Linked DNA regions of Gossypium hirsutum: all the other regions are linked to region 2. Evidence: chromatin contacts called from public Hi-C data. All regions are on one chromosome and are shown on one strand. The core of a region is the stretch at or near the end of the contact, and the rest is flanking DNA. Distances in the headings are between cores, read along the strand shown.

Region 1 (2,700 bases), core at 25-2,524, 480 kb before region 2:
CCCTAATCTGGTGAGTATTAAGACTATCTGGATCAACTTGAACCTAATGGCCAAAAGGAGGAGACTTGTACACCATTGACTATGTCTTTGCATGCCCTACAGGGGTCTTAAGGGTCAAAAATCGTGAGGATGGCTTGATAAATAGGGAATTCCAATGTCATAATACTAGTGGACTCTGGAAGCACCCACAATTTTGTTGATGCCAAGTTAGCTCGACAAATGAACCTCCTTGTGGAACTCTCTACTAGGCTGCAAGTCGCTATTGTTGATGGAGGAATCATGTCTACTCAAGGTGTGTGTAGGTTTGTATAGTGGTAGGCACAAGTTCAGTAGTTTGTAACAAATTTCCTAGTCTTAGCTTTCAAGGGATGCGACTTGGTTCTTGGTATTAAATGGTTAACCACATTGGGGTCCATCATCTGTAATTTCAGTTCTCTTTCTATATAGTTTGAATACAATGATTAATGATGTACTCTGAAAGGAATATTTCTAGGAGCCATTCATATTATAACAGCTACTTAAAGCACTAAGTTGGTGCATCTGAATAGTCAAGAGTCCTTATCCATTTCTCATCACATCGAGTATGTGCACCCTTTTACACATGTTAGGCTTAGTTGACAGTGAGGATCTGCAATTGGTATTGGGTGAATTTAAAGATGTTCTCCATTCTCTAAAGGAATATCCACCTCACCGATTGCAAGAACATTGTATTCCCATCAAGGATAAAAATGTGGTAGTGAAGGTTAGGCCATATAGGTATCCTACTGTGCAAAAGTGTGAAATGGAGACGCTCATAAAGGAAATGCTTGAAGCTGAGGTCATCCGAGATAATTGTAGCCCTTATTCATCATACATTATTACAATGAAAAAGAAGGATGATAGTTGACGCCTTTGTGTGAAATATAGGCAGCTAAATCAATATACCATCAAGGATACCTTCCTTATTCCAGTTATAAAAGAACTACTTAATGAACTAGGGACTACTTCCTATTTTTCCAAGCTTGATTTACGATCCGGGTACTACCATATTTGCACGTGGGATAAATACATTCATAAAACTACTAAGACAAACCAATGCCCCTTCCAACTTTCAATCGTTGATGAATTCTATTTTCAAGCCCTTCTTGAGGAAGTTTGTCTTAGTAGTTTTTTATGACATCCTTGTGTACTTGGACAATTGGCCATCACATTTGGAGCATCTTCGAACAGCCCCACAAATCATATAACAACATAAATTATATACTAAATGGTCCAAATGCACTTTTGGCCCAACTGAAATTGAATATATGGGCTACATCATTTCCAGAGATCAATGGGCATAGATGCCACTAAGGTGGAAGCGGTACTTACTTCGCCTACCCCTACTTGGCTTATGGAGCTTTAATGGTTTCTTTGACTTCTTGGATATTATATACAAATTATAAAAAATTATGGCACCTTAGCTCATCCCTTAACCAATTTGTTTAAAAAAATATGTCAAGCGGCATTGGTCTTCTGAAGTTTAGGCAGCCTTCCGACAGCTCAAGCCAGCAATGTGTCAGACACCAATTCTAGCCCTGCCCAATCTCAACACCAACCTCTGCATTCACACGGATGCCAGTAGTCAAGGTATTAGGGAAGCCTTGCAATAGAAGGGACGATCTCTAGCTTATTTCAGCAAAGCCTTAGAGATCAAGCATCAAGCCTTGTCTATATATAACAAAGAGATGTTGGTTGTACTGCTACCAGTAAAAAGGTGGCTCCCCTATCTTGTGGGAAAAAGGTTTCACATACGGGAAAATCATCAAAGTTTGAAATTTCTAACTAATGGACATACCATTACTCCTTACCAGAAATAATGGGTTGCTAAAATGCTTGGCTGTGATTACTTGGTGACTTACAGGAGGGGAACTCAAAGCGTAGTAGCAGATGCTTTGTCTCGAAGACCACAAACGGAAGAGGAACAACTCCTACAATGCACTAATAGTATCATTTGGTCTAAAATATGGTTTAGGATTTTAGCTTCCTCACTAGCAAATCCTAAACTACATCAACTTTGCTTAGAGGTTCAACAACAATCACACCTTTACCCTAAGTACTTGTGGAATGGACAGGTTTTGAGGAGGAAAGGAAAAGTTGAAACGGGCAATTATGACACTCTTAGGAATTACCTCTTCAACCATTTCCATAGGGGGTAGCTGGAGGGCATTTTGGAGTCCATGCTACCAAATATCGAATGGCCAGTTTACTCTATTTGAAAGGCCTTTCCAATGACATCAAGGAATGGGTGAAGAAGTGCCCCATTTCCCAAGCTTGCAAATCTGACCAGGCTGTTTCTACTAGCCTACTTGAACCCTTACCTATACTTGATCAAGTATGGTCTGCAGTGAGTTTAAATTTTATCGAGGGCCTCCCAAGCTAGAAAAGGAAAGACAATGTTCTAGTTGTGGTCAACCGATTGACCAAGTATGGCCATTTTGTGGCTCTTACTCACCCATTTTCAGCACTTACAGTGGCCTAAGCTTATTTAGATCATACTTATAAACTGCATGGTCCTTCCTGCAACATTGTATCAAATAGGGACTGGGTCTTTCTTAGCAAGTTTTGGAAAGAACTTTTCAAACACCTTGGCACTCATACCCACATGTCCACAGCCTACCATCCTTAAATGGATGACCAAACTGAAGTGCTTAACCATTTCTTAGAGGCTTATTTGCATTG
Region 2 (2,700 bases), core at 50-2,549:
ATAAACACCCAACTCCTTCGCCACCACTTACTCCAAAACCATCGATACACCCTTGTTCCTCGTCTCTTCCCAAAATCAAAATCAGAATATCATTCTCGATTCAATTTAATTAAATTAATTAAATTGCAATTCAATAATAAAAAACATTATAATTTAACATGCCATAAAATCTTTTTTTGAAACAAAAACGACCACAAAGGTCAACTAAGATTAATTATGAAACATCACAAATTACAGCATTGTGGATTTCCGGCGGATAATCCAATTCGAACAAATTGTTTTCGGCCTCGCTATACATTTTTTTACAAAGTAAATGGGCCACCTTATTACAAGACCGTTCGGCCCAAATTAAATTGGCAGAATTAAAAAATTCAAAGGCAGCAGCACAATCCTTAATTCGTGCGCCAATTGTAGTGATGTCATTGACTAAATTGTTTAGTCTGTTGACCAACCCCACATGGTCGGTCTTAAAAAGAACGTGTTTTTTAACTGTAGTCTGCGCGCCACTTTAATGCTCTCTTCGAAGGCCACGCACTCAGTTTCTTCCACCGACATCCCACCCTCTTTGAAACCCCCGCCGCCACCTAGAACAAAGCCTTCTTCATCTCTGACGACCATCCCGTACCCGATTCTATTTTCACCAACAGTAGCATCAAAATTTATTTTAATAAATCCCTTTGGAGGTTTGTTCCACTTTTTCTCCACGACGTTCTGTGACATTAATGGCTCGTTCATCATATTGCATATTTGAAACTCCTTGGTCAAGTTGTTAGCTCTTTCCCATATTTGCTTAGCCTCTTCTTCTTTTCCCCTGAAGATAAAGTTGTTCCTGTTATTCCAGTAGTTCCATAGGGTTGTTATCAAGTCGGCCATAGCTCTTTTGTCAAGGACCCGCATCAAGTCTTCCAACCAATCAATGCAGTGATCGTAATTCTTAGAAATAAAGCTCCTGGACCACCCTCCAATCGACAAAACTGCTCTCGAGGTTGGGCAGTCTTTTAAAGCATGTAACACAGTTTCGGTCTCTACTCCGCATCGAGGACATCCCTTGTCAAAATCCTGTCTGATAGAGGCGATCTTACTGTTCGTGGGGAGGATTTCATGCCCCACCCTCCACGCAAAAACCCGGATCTTCGGTAGAGTATCAAGCTTCCATAATGCTTTCCAAAGGAACCTGTGAGGGCCGTATCCCATTCCTTTCAGCAACAGCCATGAATAGGCAGATTTTAAAGTATAACACCCGTAAGGGTTATGAAACCATATCAGTCTATCTTCCTGGCCCTCCCCTCCAATGGGAATATTGCAAATCTTATCCCCCCAATCTTGTCCATACGCGTGTCTGACTTTATTAACCTCCCAACACCTCCATTCCACATGCCAAAGATTTTTCACACTCTTTCCATCTCTTTTTCGAGTGTTGCTTATAATAACATCCCCATTGAGCCCTTCCATTCCCCAATTATCATCCCAAATATTTATCTTCTCGCCGTTTCCAATCTGCCAACCAAAGCCATCTTTAAGCGCTTCCGCCGTTGTCGCAATACTTGTCCAAGTGAAAGACGCTTTGTCCACCTTTTTAGCATTAAAAATGTTGCCATCAGGAAAATATTTTGAAGAGAAAACCTTGAAGCAGAGAGTATCAGTATTGTTTATTAGTCTCCACACTTGACGCCCTAAGAGAGCCAGGTTGAAGAGTCGCATATTTCTAATTCCAAGCCCTCCCATAGCCTTTGGCTTACACAGCGTTTTCCATGGGATCATTGTCCAGAATCTCCCTTTATCTTTTCCCGACCACCATGTTCTGCTAAGCTTAGCTTGAATGTCATCGATGATGCTTTTGGGGGCCAAAAAAATTGACAGAGCGTACGTAGGGACGAATTGGAGAACCGCTTTAATGAAGACTTCTTTACCCCCAAAAGAGATAAATCTCTTTGTCCAGTTGTTAATCCTGCAAGACAATCTATTAGTAATCTCTTGGAAAGCCACTGTTTTTTTTCTTACCAATCGGGATAGGAAGGCCTAGGTAGTTGTTTAAGTTTTCCACCACCGTCATGCCTAGGAGACCACTAAGGATTGTTCTCTGGTCACGTGAGGTGTTAGGACTGAAAATGACCATGGACTTTTCAAAATTAATCTCTTGCCCTGAAATATTAGAGAAAGTGTAAAGCATGTTAACAAGGCTCTCCACATCACTCTTTTTATTTTTCACAAACAACAGTGCATCATCAGCAAAAAACAAATGATTTATTCTGGGGCCGTCTCTGCTGGCCCTTATGCCTCTTAAAATGTTGTTCTTTTGAGCATGGATAAGCATTCTCGAAATAGCTTCCATACAAAATAAGAACAAATAAGGAGAGAGGGGATCCCCTTGTCGGAGACCCCTTTCAGGGATGAAAGTATCAAATAAAATGTTGTTACATTTAACCGTATATTTAACCGAACGAACACAATCCATAATGTTGGCAATCCACTTTCCATCGAATCCCATTTTCTTCATAATTATTTCCAGAAAGTTTCACTCTACACGATCATAAGTTTTGCTCATGTTGAGCTTGACCACGAGCCCTTTATTAGGACCATTTTTAGAGCTTTTAAGATAATGGAGAAGCTCATCCGCAATTAAAATATTGTTGTGTATCATCCTCCCCGGCACGAATGCACTTTGATTTTGGCTAATGCAACTAGGCAGGACAGCTTTCA
Region 3 (2,700 bases), core at 29-2,528, 330 kb after region 2:
CATACATCATCTTGAGCTCAATAATGAATGATCAACAAAGATGCAAATATTCAGAGGTTTCAGCCTTTCCACATAATACCATTTGTATAAAAACAACATCAACAAGCAGCAAAGCCTAGAAAACAGCAGTTGATTAGCATCCAAATGCATTTCCTTCCACCAAAGGAAAAAAAAAAAGGTGTAGATTGATAATACAATTTACCAAGAGTTCCATTCCAAGAAATATATAGCTTATGCATCTACATGCTCCATGTAGAAGAAAAATTACAAGCAACTAATTCTACTTTATGCTAGTTCAAGCAATCAATACAAAAATCCCACTCCTATGGTTAAAAAAATTTACTAGAAACATTTCAAGATACAAGTATCTCAATCCCATATTAAGTGAACGTCAGATTAATAAATTCTACTTGAAACTTTAGCATCGAAATGTGATGATGTTAATATCAAACCTAGATTCTTCAGTAGAAACCCTATTCCAATATCTCCGATCATCGATTCCAGTAATTGCCATCCCTTTTGCAGATATTGCCATGCATACCCTGCCTGTCACTCTGTCCAGCCACACTTCCTGCATCACCCCATGTTCAACCGTCGATAATCTTCACTTGCTCATCTAATGATAATAAAGCAGCTAAACCAAACAAAAAAGGAAAATCATGTAAAAAGGAAATGGTTAAATATTTAAAACAATAATCAAAAGGTACCGGGCGAAAAAAAACAAACTTCTATAATGACCTACCTTATATCCATCATCAAAAGGTACCGGGCGAGAAAGAAGCGCAAAAATGTCTTTCTTGGACATGTTCTGGTACCTCTCAGGAGGCAACAAATTTAGCAGATCTTGATAATTGGTGGGTAGCTTCTTCACCCAGATGGAATCGGAGGAGGCAGCCCCTCTAAAGGCGCGATTCAACCTGGCGAGATTGCAAATCTCCGGCGGCGTCAAGTTCATGAAAACGCAGGCCAAGCAGCCCTCGGGTATGTCCCCCAATCCTGGTCTCATCCCGGTCCTATTGGTTCCTTCCGTTTGGCTGGAAAGAGAGGCACCCATGAAATCCTTTCTCTTTAAAAAATACCTTGTATTTCTATTTATAAAAATTCAGTGTTTTAGAGGTAGGTTGGTGGTGAGAAGAGTGAAGAGGGGAGGGAGAAAATTTGTGGGTATTTTCTACCATTTTACTTTGGTTTGTTTTTTCCGGGAAAATGTGTGTCTGGGGGAGATGGGAAAGAAACCGAGGCAAAAATGTTGGCTTAGGATTTACCTAGACAGACTTTTGAGGATGCTTTTGGTGGGGTCCATTAACCGAAACGGAAATGGAATGCACCTCATTTATATTTTTATGTCATATGCACCCATATTTTACTTTGAATGATAAACATTTCAATATAATCGAAATGCACGTCTTTCTATATTAATAATAATTTTCACATCAAATAAATACTATCTTAATGAACATGTTGATGAAAATATTTTTTTATGGATGCCCATTATAACCATATTGAATATTTTTCATCCAAATTAGTTAATATCCATAATAATCATGTAACATTCTTTATCAAAAAATCATCAAGTTCTACAATAATTTTAACTTTTTTTAGAGAATTAAAATTGGGTTATATAATTCTATGATTATCTATTTATAATTTTTTAAAATATTAAATTAAAATTTTATCATTTTTAAATATATTAACTTTAAAACTTTATAAATTTTAAATATTTACCACTCCAACGTACTTAAAACATATTGTATTCTTTCACTAAAAAATTTAAGAGATATGAATAGTTTAGAATTGATTAGAAAGACATTATATTTTAAATTCATTAAAAATAGATTTAAATAAAAAAATTTAAGGGTTTTTTACCTAAATAACTTTTAAAAAAAATTAAATACTGAAATAGGTTGTCAACTTGATTATATACAAAAATGGTATGTTCTTTTGGGTCATGCCTATCTGACAGGCGCAACCACTTTTATTATATTAAAATATTATTATTTTATTTTTATTAAAAATATTTAAATATATATACAGGTCAAAATACAGTTAACGGGTTAAAAATACCCGAAACAGGTTGCGCCTGTCGATAGGCGCAACTAGTCGCGCCTGACAGGTAGGCGCAACTAGTCGCGCCTGACAGGTAGGCGCCACTGCCTGCCCACTGCACCCCTCTGCTGCACAGCCCCCCTGCGCCCCTCTGCTGCACAGATACACTGCTTGGCAGTGTGTAGTCCCTTCACAAGGGCAAAATAAATTGTAAATGGGGGACCTTATAAGCATGGTCCCCCAAGTTCAAGCACCCACCGGAAGAGAGAAAGAAATGAGAGAAAAGAGAAGAAAAAAGAAGAAGAAGAAGAAGAAGAAGAAAGAAAAAAAAAAGTAATGTATTATTTTAGTAAATAATTTTGTTTATAATTTAAATAGTTTAATTAAGATGTTGTGAAATTTTTTTGTTATTAATTATTATTTATAAATTGCTTATGTTTAGTGTTTATGATTTTGGGTTTATATTTTGTAAGAATGTATTTTTTTGTTTTTTATAATTATTTTAAAATTAATTTGTTAGTAATTTAGGATTATGTTATAAATTATTATGTTTGTAATTATTTTAAAATTAATTTATTAGTAATTTAGGATTATGTTATAAATTGTTGTGTTTAGTTTAGTATTTGGTGAGTTTTTAGTAATGTAAAATTATTT
Region 4 (2,700 bases), core at 107-2,606, 460 kb before region 2:
GAGAGGAAGAAGATGAGGGCAGCCATGGTTGCTTTTGTTGGTTAAGAAAGAAGAGAACTTTGTTGATGGGGGTATTTTCCAATTTAAAATGACCCCCAAAAGGGCCCAAGGCCTCGACCCAATTTTTACAAACCTAACTTTGTGAAATTATGGCCTGATTCATTAATAAGAGGTTCTAACGATTCAAAATAATTTTGGATATCAAATATAATATTGAAATATTATTGTCATCATTAAATCTCGAGAATTGATCAAACTATCCTTTGTGGCAAAATTACCTTTTTACCTTTTTTTTTGTCAAATTTAGTGATTTCTTCTTAAAATTTGATAGTTAGACCAAATCAAGTTCATAATTCATTAAAAATATTTATAATAACTCTATGAGTAATGAAAATCGCACTTTAGCTCTTTTTTCGATAAAATATAAAAATTACAATTTAGTCGCTATAATATTCAAAAATTTTAATTTAGTCTCAAAAGTTATGTTCATCCCACCGAATCATAGTCCAATTTATTTCATGATAACTTATCCATAATAATTCATATTTTTCCACTTTTGGGTAATGTTGCACAATGGTCCTCATACTTTTCAAAATTTACTTTATTTAGTTCTTTTTTTTTTGTCAGATTTTCACTTTTTAAATTCTTTTTACATATTCTCAACTCTAATATCAAATTTCTTTTATAAAATTTCTAATTTGAGTCATTGAATAATTTTTTCGATGTTCGAGCCCAAAATCCTACAACGTGTCATATCAAAATTTGCACGACATTACGTTATCTTAGAATAATTATTTTTATCATAGATTCTTAAAAGATAATCTTCTGTGCATCACTCGTTTAAACTTCGTTATCTATACTTTTCTTACTACTTAAACTAAAAAGAAAATATATTCAACTTTCTACCTTGATCCATTAAATATGTTAAGTTTATTTGAGAAAATCGAGGATACTTTTTTTTCATATATTTTAAATTTGAATTTCCAAAATGCTATTTTATTTTTACGAAGCAAAAAATTATTTTGTGATATGTTATTTATTTGATATTTAAAAACTAAATAAATTAATCATGAATTCAAACATTAAAATGTTTAGGAAAATAAAATATTTATTACTCAGTTTTTTGGTGTCATTATCTAACGTAGGCCCATATTATCTTAATTATTATATCTTAAATAGGGTGGTAGGATAAAATAAGATATGAATTGTGATATCATCATATCCTCAAACGTAATCATCCTCCACCAATCAAGTGACACTTGGCCAATTACATACCATACACGTGGGCCACTATCGAAGAATGCCACTTGTAATCTCTCAAGTCTTCAACTTCTCTTGATAGAAGACCAAAGTGTTTCAGCTGTTTTAAAAAACACTACAATTTGTCCATGTTTCATCTTTTTAAAGTTACCACCACAAGTTGTAAAGTTGAAAGAAAACCCGTAGATGGTGAACCATGGATCCTGCAAATGGTGCTCAAGATTCAGGGTCCTTTCTGACTCCTTTGTTGATTTCCTTGGCCGGCATAGTTGCCACTTGTCTAGCACTAATTGTATACCATTTTTTACTTGTCAAATACTGCCTGAGATGGGGAGATCAACCGGATGATGCCACAAATCCCTCCATACCAACTGGGCTTCAACATAAAATCCTGGAAACAATTCCAATCCTGTCTTTCTCCAGGGATAAAGATGAAGAATTGGGCACTCATCAAACTGAATGCGCTGTTTGCTTGGGAGAACTAAAGGAAGGGGAGACTATCCGCTTGTTGCCAAACTGCAGGCATTTGTTTCATGTCCCGTGCATTGACAATTGGTTTTTGGCACATTCTACCTGTCCTATTTGTCGAACACTTGTAGACTATTCTAGTTTAGAATCGCCTCCGGCCAACCATATTGGAGGAGAAAGGGTTCCGTATTTGGCTCGAAACATCGGACAAGGTGGCGATCAGGCCGCATCAACTTCCGGGGTTCAGTCAAATACTTTGTTAAGACATTGTCTGCCCCTGGTGTTCCCTAGAGAAAGTAAAACACATGTGATCACAGGGTTGAAGGGATCCTTGTCAATGGATCAGTTCCACATATACATTAACTTAATAGATGACAGTGGAGATGCTTCTTCTTCAACATCAAAGATGATTTTGTGGAAGAGCAATTCTTGTAAGGCTCCATCTATGAGACAGTTGGATCGAATGTCTTCATTGTTGAGGTCTTTCTCACAATTGCGAGTAGGTAGGAGTAGAACCAGTTATGGAATTCTTCCTTATTAACATGATGTTTGGAAACAAAAATTTGGTTGATGCTTTCTGTTGCTTCCATCATATACTAGATTAATTTGAAAATTTACTTCATCCAGGTTCATAATCCTAAATCATGTTTATACTCTGTTTTATTAAATTTCCAAGCCCTATGTTCGGAAAAAATATTCTAATATGTTGCCACATGCATTCTGGCCAAAATTCTAAATTAGTTTCTACATTTTGAAACATTCTAATTAAGATCATATCATAACGCTAGCCTGCATTAATTTTGGATTTAATGTAACATACTTAAAATATGTTAGATCTACTTTAAACATATATGTTCAGCACATTGATAGCTTAGACATAAAGTAAAAAAAAACCGTGTTTTTAAAATTTAAGATTATTTTTTTTAAACACGTCATATTCAAGTTGCTCATTATAGGTGTAAATGCATTTAA
Region 5 (2,700 bases), core at 118-2,617, 410 kb after region 2:
ATACCAATGGGGCAATCAAAGAAAATTTGGACAATAAAAGAGATATTAATGGAAACAGCACGGGTCTTGACCAATGTCTAAAGGACTTTGCAGACAATCGAGCATTTAATAATGCCAGACCAATCTGAAATAAAAAAATAAAATTCATACGTTATAAAAGATTAAAAGACCTGAAACATAATAAAACACCCTAAATGTAAAACTGAATATCATATAATAGAGTAGACAAACGGTGTAGACTTCATAACGTGTGCCGAAAATTCATCCTTTTTTCTCAAGATCATTCAGCAAATGTATAGGAATTAAAAGAAAAAAATCAGACACGTAGCTGAACAAACCAATGGCGTACTTTCTGTTCCCTCAAAGGGTCCAAAATGAAGTGATATACATACATGCATCGCAAAGTAGGAAACAACTTACTCCACATTTGGAAGCACCAATAATAAGGTTCGGCCATAGTTCACTCTCCATTATTACAATCCAATTTGGCTTCCAATACCCAAGGAAAGCATCCATGGCAGCAGGTGTATCAATTGGAGCAAACTGTTACAAAGTTCTAAAGTTTCACTACATATGTATATAAGAAAAAATGAAAACATAATTCATAACTTAAGTGAGTTGAATGCATCAGGACCAATCTTCCAAGTTTCAAATTCCAAGTAAATCAAACATTAGTTGTATGTTAGGTAACTAACCTGATATATAACATTATCTGGAAGTCTATCTTTCAGCACTTCACTGCAAAAAGAAAGATAAACTGAAATGGCATACACAGTTTTTATCTGTAAATTAACTAAAGGATCAAATTACAGCTATTACTATTTATAATTTAAAAACGAATTGAAGATTTTCCGACGATCTTAACACATTTAACTAGATAACTTTAAGCGCTCGTAACAAGATTAATTAAAAAAAAGAAAAAAAAAACAGAAATGAAATTTAAGGCGACGTCTTACAATGCGGAAAGTGTCGTCGTTGTCATCAAAATGTGGACATCAGGTCTCCGTTGACTACAAAATTTAATGACAGGAATGGCGGCCATTCCTTCTCCTAAAGAGACGGCGTGGAACCACAGAAGTGGGCCGGAGGAGGGACGGCGGAGGGAAGGCCGACCTAAGCGTTCGCGCCACCTGATAGGGTGCTCCAGGCCTCGGAGCTTGCGCCAGTGTAAGTGAAGGTGCAGCAAGGGTGATAGACCGTAGGTTAAAGCTCTGTAGATTTTGTAAACTATCTCTCCCTTTGCCATTGGTCCCGTCATCGCCGTTTTAATTTTGGATTATGCTTTGTTTTGGGACCGCTCTATCTCCATTTTGTTTTTAAAAGGTTAGTTTGTTTAGTCGGGTTATTATGGGAGCAAAATTCGATTCACTCCAAAAATAAGAGAAATTTTAAATTTTATGAATTGAGTTTTAATTTAATTTAATTTTTAAATTCAAATAATTGGAATATTAAATTGTAATATTTTATATGTTTATTCTAAATCTCCAAATCTTTTTATTTTTTCTCAATCATTTATTCCCTCTCATTCCATCCCCCAAATTTAAATTTTACTCTTCCCCTACTTTTATTTTAGGACAAAATATCAAAAAAAGCCATTTTTTTAATTTATCGAAATGAGCCTAGTATTTTATTATTTACCGGAATGGGCCCTTTTCCTCTAAATCGCATCCACGTTAGCGCGATGTCAGGGGACGTGCTAGGAAATCGCGTCCACATCAGCGCACTTTGCTGACATGGCAACAAATCGCATCCTCTGAAGCGCGATTTGTGTCCACGTCAGCAAAGCGCGCTGACATGGACGCGATTTCCTGGCACGTAGCGCCCCTAGGGACGCGATTTCGCCGTGTTTTCCACCCTAGGGTTTTTAGGATTTTTAGAGAAAAAAGTAAATAAATAAGGGATTAGGGTTTAGGGTTTCGTAATTAAATTAATTAAAATTTATTCAAAATTGGATTACGTTTCGTGTTTATGGGTTTTTAAGATAAATCAAAGCAGGATGATTTATCAGAAGGATTTTTGAAGTCGCACCCACGTGTACGCGCTTTTGCTACAGTAGGTCCTGGAAAAATAATTTCAACTTGACGTTTCTGAGCAAATAGTTTAAAAAACGCTTCAAGCAGGATCCTTTATGAGAAGACTTTGTGAAATCGCGCTCTCGTGGACGCACTTTTGCTACAGTTGGTCTTGGAAGAAATAATTTCGAGTTGACGTTTTTGAGCAAATAGTTTAAAAAACGCTTCAAGCAGGATGCTTTATAAGAATAATTTGTGAAGTCGCGCCCACGTGGACGCACTTTTGCTACAGTATGTCCTGAAAAATAATTTTGAGTTAACGTTTCTGGGCAAATAGTAAGTTAAGGGTTTAGGGTTTTCAATTTAAGGGTTTAGGGTTTAAAAGTTAAAAGTTAGGGTTTTTAAGTTAAGGGTTTAGGGTTTTAAAGTTAATGGCTATGGTTTTTAGGTTTAGGGGTTAGGGTTTTTAAATTAAGGGTTTAGGGTTTTTAGGTTAAGGGTTTAAGGTTTTGTAAATTAAATTATGTATTTAATTATAATTTATAAATTTATAAATTTTTAATAAGTTAAGGGTTTAGGGTTTTTAAGTAATAACTCAAAAAAATTTCTATTTTATTACATCAAAAAATATCAAAATATTCAAAATATTTGTACAAATAAATTTAAATACAAAAATCAATGTCTGTAC

Evidence for each region. Hi-C and Micro-C count contacts between places; a contact is called where the count stands out from the background.
Region 1: a Hi-C map of leaf shows a contact between it and region 2, with 2.2 times the contacts expected there. The contact joins two enhancer-like sites. A contact is called at or near these places in 2 of 34 Hi-C or Micro-C datasets (both in leaf).
Region 3: a Hi-C map of leaf shows a contact between it and region 2, with 2.4 times the contacts expected there. The contact joins the promoter of LOC107899519 here to the enhancer-like site in region 2. A contact is called at or near these places in 5 of 34 Hi-C or Micro-C datasets (callus, leaf and petal).
Region 4: a Hi-C map of leaf shows a contact between it and region 2, with 2.3 times the contacts expected there. The contact joins the promoter of LOC107899506 here to the enhancer-like site in region 2. A contact is called at or near these places in 2 of 34 Hi-C or Micro-C datasets (both in leaf).
Region 5: a Hi-C map of leaf shows a contact between it and region 2, with 1.9 times the contacts expected there. The contact joins the promoter of LOC107899520 here to the enhancer-like site in region 2. A contact is called at or near these places in 5 of 34 Hi-C or Micro-C datasets (leaf and seedling).

What each region holds. Positions count from the first base shown.
Region 1 is chrD04:39,992,210-39,994,909 of Gossypium_hirsutum_v2.1, reverse strand. No RefSeq gene overlaps it. Among protein-coding and RNA genes, the nearest start is that of LOC107899505, 11 kb to the right of the region's middle. Within about 2 kb of position 1,274, at least 5 of the 9 cell types and tissues checked have an H3K27ac peak or open chromatin away from gene starts, as enhancers often do. A contact at or near this core is called in leaf, where this site is marked.
Region 2 is chrD04:39,514,365-39,517,064 of Gossypium_hirsutum_v2.1, reverse strand. No RefSeq gene overlaps it. Among protein-coding and RNA genes, the nearest start is that of LOC107899512, 21 kb to the left of the region's middle. Within about 2 kb of position 1,299, at least 8 of the 9 cell types and tissues checked have an H3K27ac peak or open chromatin away from gene starts, as enhancers often do. A contact at or near this core is called in leaf, where this site is marked.
Region 3 is chrD04:39,183,775-39,186,474 of Gossypium_hirsutum_v2.1, reverse strand. LOC107899519 (F-box protein PP2-A15) reads right to left here and starts at 1,278. Exons shown (of 4, transcript XR_005912186.1): 1 at 743-1,278; 2 at 453-571.
Region 4 is chrD04:39,973,382-39,976,081 of Gossypium_hirsutum_v2.1, reverse strand. It overlaps LOC107899506 (RING-H2 finger protein ATL73), which reads left to right and starts at 1,356. Exons shown (of 1, transcript XM_016825238.2): 1 at 1,356-2,350. The coding sequence starts at 1,457. The coding sequence ends at 2,269.
Region 5 is chrD04:39,105,356-39,108,055 of Gossypium_hirsutum_v2.1, reverse strand. It overlaps LOC107899520 (probable 3-deoxy-D-manno-octulosonic acid transferase, mitochondrial), which reads right to left and starts at 1,367. Exons shown (of 13, transcript XR_001684707.2): 1 at 957-1,367; 2 at 696-738; 3 at 421-543; 4 at 5-124.